2 separate regions of the Triticum aestivum genome follow, and region 2 is linked to region 1. The links are chromatin contacts, called in public Hi-C maps. All regions are on one chromosome and are shown on one strand. Each heading gives the region's core, a stretch centred on a gene start, on an enhancer-like site or on the middle of the called end of the contact. The rest is flanking DNA. Distances are from core to core; before and after follow the strand shown. Region 1 overlaps LOC123091094 (adenylylsulfatase HINT3). Region 2 overlaps LOC123091095 (probable beta-D-xylosidase 7).

Region 1 (3,715 bases), core at 722-3,221:
TTGCCGCAACATGATTAGTCATTAGACTTATATCTTAATCTTTCAGAAACTAGCTCGGCAATTGCACTGATTTGTTTTGATGCGTCTAAGGATGCCATTTGTTATCTAACATTTGCTGATTTGCATATTAATTTGATCTGATTTTCTTGGAACTCAGATGCATTCAACTTGGTCGTCAATAATGGAGAAGCTGCAGGACAAGTTATTTTCCATGTGAGTAATATTATCTCAAACTTAAAGTGCATAGGCTCTATTTTGTATGTCATGGTTTTCTATTATTACAGCATGCTCACTTCCATATGATTCCTCTGCATTTGTTTATAATGAACTTTAGAATTATTTACTGATCCCTTGTTGTGCTTTCAACTATCTACAGACCCACTTCCACATAATTCCTCGTAGATCTGGTGACAAGTTGTGGCCTACAGAGGTATATTGTCTTCCAATTTCTATATTTCCATTTTCATAACCTTTAGCCTTAAGTTGGGGCTGTTGGTAGCAAAATAACTTGTCTTATCACCTACTGACATTCTTCATCACAATCACAACTAAAAAATTACAGAGCTTTAGGAGGAGCTCTATTGAGCCAAATGAAACCTCGAGTCTTATTAGCTGCATCAAGAAGCAACTTGATTCTTCAGAAGACTGAAGCTCATTACCGCATAAGGTCCAATAGAAAGCTGCTTCAGTTGTCCAGTCAAGTACATAATCTGCCTCGGTTGCATAGCTGAAGTAATCCATGAGTTTAACAAATTCGAAAAACACTGGCACTGTAACTACTGTATAATATCTGCCTCGATGCCCAGCTCTTATTGTCAACTGAGGGGACGAACTATGTACGGAGCCACCTTCGTATAGATGATTATATCTTATGGAAAAAATCTAATGAAACTAATTTGGTGTTGTAGATGTTAATATATTTTTTGATAACCTTGTGCTCACCCTATATACTCCCTCAGTTTCAAGATAATTAAAGTTCTAGTTTTGTCCTAAGTCAAATTTCTTGAAGTTTAACCAAACATATAGATAAATATGCTAATGTCTACAGCATCAATGCATATAGTATGAAATATATCTTATGGAAAAATCTATGGAAACTAATTTGGTATTATAGATGTTATTTTTTTTTTGATAAACTTGGTTAATAAAAAGAGGTTTGACTTGGGACAAACTAGAATTACAAATAATTTGGAATAGACGGAATATAACTGTACTAGAACCAATTAAGCCTGATAGCTAGTTAGGTAAAGGCTACGTACAATTTTTCAGGCTTTTTTTTCCTTTCTTATATAGTATTTTGTAATGTTCAACATGTATTAGAAAGTTCCTTGGGTATTTTAAAAAATATTCATCATGTATTAATTTATCTCGTATGAAGAAAATGTTTGTGGTCTATTTTAATAAAATGTCTGGCGAGGACGGGGCGTCGACCCGTTGGCTGGGCAGCTGGGGTAGCTGCCAGCCCACCCGGGTTCGGGTCTTGGTTTTAACGCACGGTGCTCGCGGAGTTTCTTCTATAAAAAAAGCTAACAATAAAATGCTTGGCATGTATTAAAAATGTTCATGGTGTATTAAAAATTCCATCGTGTATTTAAAAATTCATCATGTGAAATCAAAAGGACATATCATGTATTGAAAATTCTTCCACATGCATTTGAAAAAAAAATGTAATTAAAATAAATTCATGCATTTAAAAATATTTATGTAGTTAAGTAATTTTAGAAAAGTGTTCACACATTTTAATACATATGTTAAGCATTCAATTATTTAAAAAATATGTTTTGTTTTCAAACGGAAACAGAAAAAAATGACCCAAAACCAAAAAATAAAAAAGGGGGCATAATAGAAAATAGCGATGGAAAAACGCAAAAGGAAATGGAAAAAACAACCGAAAAGAAAGAACACTAAAGGGGGCCATTGGCCCCTTGAAAAAAAAACAGGAAAACTGACAAAAAAACAGGCCCAGATTTTGTTTAGGAAACCCTCTTACCGTTCGGTGCTAGCCCATGGCCCACATCAGTGCGCCAGAGTCGTATGCAGCACAGTGTATATCTACGAAATCACTAATTGAGAAGTATTCTTTTTGCAAAGATCACTCCCACCTCCTCGAGTTGTGACAAGTGGCGCATTGCATGTGCGTCATTTGTCGCAACCTGGTAGTTTCCTTTTTTTCGTAGAGTCGTTTATTCAAAATGTTTTATCTCTTAAACTGTGTGTCTAAATCTTGAACCGTTTTCGCCATTGAATTCCTCACGTTTAGATATTTAAAAGTAGATCCCATATTGATAGGTTTTGATGAACTTTTTTTCACGAAAATAAGTGGACAAAAAAACTGAACCAGGAGCACGTTTTTTTTCTCTTTCCGAGAGAGGCACAGTCGCGCCTCTCGTGAAATCACGACTGTGCCTCTCGAGGAAGCAAAATTGTGCCTCTCGTGGACGAAAAAACAAAAAATAGTTTTTTTTTCGTTTTCGAGAGGCACGGCAGTGCCTCTCGCGAAAAAAAGAAAAAAAAATAGGAAACACGATTTATTCTTCCTGTTCCCGAGAGGCATGGCCGTGCCTCTCGCAAAAGCAAAACCGTACCTCTTGCCAAAGGATAAAAACAGAAAATGCATTTTTTTCGTTCCCGAGAGGCATGGTTGTGCCTTTCGCAAAAGCAAACTTGTGCCTCCCGCGGAAGCAAAAAAAAGACGTATTTTTTCGCGCAAAAAAAAGTTGAATTTTTTCTTTTGTCCGAAAGCTAAGGAAGACCGGTGGAAAACAAAATAGTCGAAAAAAAACCGGGAACAGCCGTTAAAAGCCAAAACGCGTGCGGAAAAATTAAGAAAAAAATAGGAAAGAGCGCCCAGAGTGCGAGACGTGGCGGCGGCTGAGAGCGTGCCAAGTGGCGCTGATCGTTGTGAGGCTCCCGAATAAGCGCGGGCTCGCCTACTTCGAGATGGTACAACGTCTCGCCTCAGGCGGTAGTCCTGATGGGCCAGCCTAACAACACATATAATGTGAGAGGTCTTAGGAACCTTCTATGCAACAATGGGGAATTGATTCTCAGAACCTTTTGTCCGGGGTTTTTTTCCTGTGTTTTTGTTTTCTCTGTCTTTCTTCATTGGCTTTTATTGGTTTTCTTTTCTTTTTACGATTATCATTATTTTCCCTTTACTTTTTTAATAGTCTCTTGTTATTTCATTATTAAATATTCTTTATCTCACTTTTCCCCTTTTTTTATTTCCAAATACATGTTAAAAGTTTGTAATACACATTGAACAATTTTTGTATACATATTGAACACTTTTTGTATACACGTTGAACATTTTTCAAATACACATTGAATGTTTTTTTAATACAAGTTATACATTTGTGAAATGCACATTGAACATTTTTTTAATACACGGTAACCATTTTCCTAACATACACTGAACATTTTTCACAGATGCCATGAACTTGATTGTAAACGTGCAAACATTTGTTTAAGTATTAGAACATATTTTTAATGTCATGATCATTTTATTTGAATGGTAATGGTACCAAACATTTTCTTAATTACGTAGACTTTTAACATATTGACTTAACATTTATAGCAAGGCCATGAGCATATTTTTGAAACATGTGAACATTTTTTTTAAATTTGTTGAACATTTTTGTGATGGTGTGAAACATTTTTCTAAAATTAATTGAAGATATTTTCACATTGTATAAACATTTTTTTTCTAAATGTC
Region 2 (3,343 bases), core at 778-3,277, 49 kb after region 1:
TATAAAGGGTCAGCACGTGAGTACACGTAGTGCGGTTAGTGCCAACGACAGGGAGAAGAATGTTTGCGCGGGAAAGAAAAGTGGCGCCTTTTTGGTTGTGGGAAGCCGGCCACATGTGAGCTGAGCCACACACAGATCTGACACGAATAGATCGGGCCTTTTCCGTCGTACCCAACCTTTTGGTTACCCTGTTGTCCGTGGGTATGGACTATTGAGCGTGCCCACAATGCCACAAAGGTCATGCCTTACGGTACACAGCCCGTGCTTCTTGTTAGCAGGAGCTAGCTGGATCCATATGCATGTGATTTGATTCTGGCACGACTAATTTAAGATGGACATGTCGTTAACTTCATGTTGGAGTTCTACCAACTATATGTTAGGCCTTCCTGATCACTAATTGTTAGGCCGTATAAAGTCTGCAAAATCAACTAATTATTAGGTTTGTTCAGTCAAGCACCACTTGTTCAGTCATATATACCCGTGGTTCATGCAGGTGCTCGAGTAGTACTCCCTCCATTTCGAATTATAAAATGTTCAAACATTTTTCTAAATCGGATGTATATATACGTGTTTTAGTGTGTTTGGTCGCTCATTTTAGTCTGTGCATAGTTTATATTGAAATACCCAAAACGTCTTATAACTCGGAGGGGAGGTGGTAGCATACTTTGAGAAAGGTGTCGCCAACTTGATGGTCACCATGCAATGCAAGTTTGTGTTGCAAGCATGTCTTAATTATTGTCCAGTACGTGTATCTATATCTATATCTTTTCCTTTTCACGTTACCTTTATTGTTCACTGCCCATTGCCTGACACGTACACGTCGGCGCGCATGCGTGTAGGCGATCGGCAGGGAGGCTCGGGCGCTGTACAACCTGGGGCAGGCGGAGGGCCTGACGATGTGGTCCCCGAACGTGAACATCTACCGGGACCCGCGGTGGGGCCGCGGGCAGGAGACCCCGGGGGAGGACCCGACGACGGCGAGCCGCTACGGCGTGGCGTTCGTCAAGGGCCTGCAGGGGAACTCGTCGGCGTCGCTGCTGCAGACGTCGGCCTGCTGCAAGCACGCCACGGCGTACGACCTGGAGGACTGGAACGGCGTGGCCCGCTACAACTTCGACGCCAGGGTGACGGCGCAGGACCTGGAGGACACGTACAACCCGCCGTTCCGGAGCTGCGTGGTGGACGGCAAGGCCAGCTGCGTCATGTGCGCCTACACCGGCATCAACGGCGTCCCCGCCTGCGCCAACTCCGACCTCCTCACCAAGACCGTCAGAGGAGACTGGGGCCTCGACGGGTACAGCAATTTTTTGTTTTTGTTTCGATTGGAAGTCACATGCGGGACGGGAGTGCGGTCGTCTTCACGCGCTACTGATGCCATGGTCTACTCTTTTGGCTGCTTGCTTGCGTGCGTGCAGGTACGTCGCCTCCGACTGCGACGCCGTGGCCATCATGCGTGACGCGCAGCGGTACGCGCCCACGCCCGAGGACGCGGTTGCACTCGCGCTCAAGGCCGGTAAGCATTTGCATGGATTTGCATTGTATTCAGTGAGCACACGACTAAAACTCATCCACTTTCCTGACCTGTCAATTCTACTCTGGCTTCTATGTACTACAAGATACTAGTAGTTCACTATAGTATTGGACCCCGGTACGAGTTCATTCTTCAAAACGATAGTGACGTGGATAATTGTGTTTGTGCGTATCACCCAGGACTGGACATCGACTGCGGGACCTACATGCAGCAGCACGCGGCGGCCGCTGTGCAGCAGGGCAAGATCACGGAGGACGACATCGACAAGGCGCTCAACAACCTCTTCGCCGTCCGGATGCGCCTGGGCCACTTCGACGGCGACCCCAGGGCCAACATCTACGGCGGCCTCAACGCCGCCGACATCTGCACCCCGGAGCACAGGAGCCTCGCCCTCGACGCCGCGCAGGACGGCATCGTCCTCCTCAAGAACGACGCTGGCATCCTCCCGCTCGACCGGGCCGCCGTCGCCTCCGCCGCCGTCATCGGGCCCAACGCCAACAACCCCGGCCTGCTCATCGGCAACTACTTCGGCCCGCCCTGCGAGTCCGTCACGCCGCTCAAGGGGGTCCAGGGCTACGTCAAGGACGCCAGGTTCCTCGCAGGGTGCCGCTCGGCGGCCTGCGACGTGGCCGACACGGACGAGGCGGCCTCCCTGGCGGCCTCGTCGGACTACGTGCTCCTCCTCATGGGACTGAGCCAGCAGCAGGAGAGCGAAGGGCGCGACAGGACCAGCCTCCTGCTCCCCGGGCAGCAGCAGAGCCTCATCACCGCCGTCGCCGACGCCGCCAAGAGGCCCGTCATCCTGGTGCTCCTCACGGGCGGGCCGGTGGACGTGACCTTCGCCAAGACCAACCCCAAGATCGGCGCCATCCTCTGGGCCGGTTACCCCGGCCAGGCCGGCGGGCTCGCCATCGCCAGGGTGCTCTTCGGCGACCACAACCCCGGCGGGAGGCTGCCGGTGACCTGGTACCCGGAAGAGTTCACCAAGGTGCCCATGACCGACATGCGGATGCGCGCCGACCCGGCCACCGGCTACCCCGGCCGGAGCTACCGCTTCTACCAGGGAGAGACTGTCTACAAGTTTGGCTACGGCCTCAGCTACTCCAGCTACTCTCGCCGGCTGGTCTCATCCGGCACCCCCAACACGGACTTGCTCGCAGGCCTGAGCACAATGCCATTGCCAGCGGCGGAACAAGGCGTCGCGAGCTACCACGTCGAACATATTGGTCCCCAACGGTGCGAGCAGCTCAGGTTCCCAGCCGTGGTCGAGGTGGAAAACCACGGCCCCATGGACGGCAAGCACTCGGTGCTCGTGTACCTCCGGTGGGCCAACGCAACCGCCGGCCGGCCGGCGAAGCAGCTCATCGGGTTCAGGAGACAGCACCTCAAGGCAGGGGAGAAGGCCAGACTCACATTTGATATCAGCCCGTGTGAACATTTTAGCAGGGTGAGGAAGGATGGCAGCAAGGTGGTAGACAGAGGATCTCATTTCCTCATGGTTGACAAGCATGAGATGGAGATTACGTTCGAGGTTTGAGCTTTACTAGATTGATTGACTTGCAGGGAAGGGGTAGAGGTGGATACATAGAGTGTAATTCCCCCATTGTAGTACGTATAATTTTTATTTGCATTGGAGTGAGTTGAGTACCCTTGGAAACTAGGCTGTTGTAAGGGATGATGAGTTCGCTGCTTCTTCTAATAAAGATAAGATCAATCTAGTCCAACAAAAAGGCATGTCCTTTTTCCCCAATATCGTCCAGATGTAGAATGCCATGCAAATGTCAATTTTAATAATTGATTATATCACAAACA

What was found. Hi-C and Micro-C count contacts between places; a contact is called where the count stands out from the background.
Region 2: a contact with region 1 is called in a Hi-C map of leaf, with 4 times the contacts expected there. The contact joins two enhancer-like sites. A contact is called at or near these places in 2 of 5 Hi-C or Micro-C datasets (leaf and an unstated tissue).

Annotation. Positions count from the first base shown.
Region 1 is chr4B:72,410,275-72,413,989 of IWGSC CS RefSeq v2.1, forward strand. LOC123091094 (adenylylsulfatase HINT3) reads left to right here. Exons shown (of 7, transcript XM_044512494.1): 5 at 158-213; 6 at 377-430; 7 at 563-915. The coding sequence ends at 649. Among protein-coding and RNA genes, the nearest start is that of LOC123091094, 8.3 kb to the left of the region's middle. Within about 2 kb of position 1,972, at least 1 of the 8 cell types and tissues checked has an H3K27ac peak or open chromatin away from gene starts, as enhancers often do.
Region 2 is chr4B:72,459,389-72,462,731 of IWGSC CS RefSeq v2.1, forward strand. LOC123091095 (probable beta-D-xylosidase 7) reads left to right here. Exons shown (of 4, transcript XM_044512495.1): 2 at 840-1,294; 3 at 1,416-1,513; 4 at 1,711-3,255. The coding sequence ends at 3,068. It also overlaps the pseudogene LOC123091096. Among protein-coding and RNA genes, the nearest start is that of LOC123091095, 3.2 kb to the left of the region's middle. Within about 2 kb of position 2,028, at least 2 of the 8 cell types and tissues checked have an H3K27ac peak or open chromatin away from gene starts, as enhancers often do.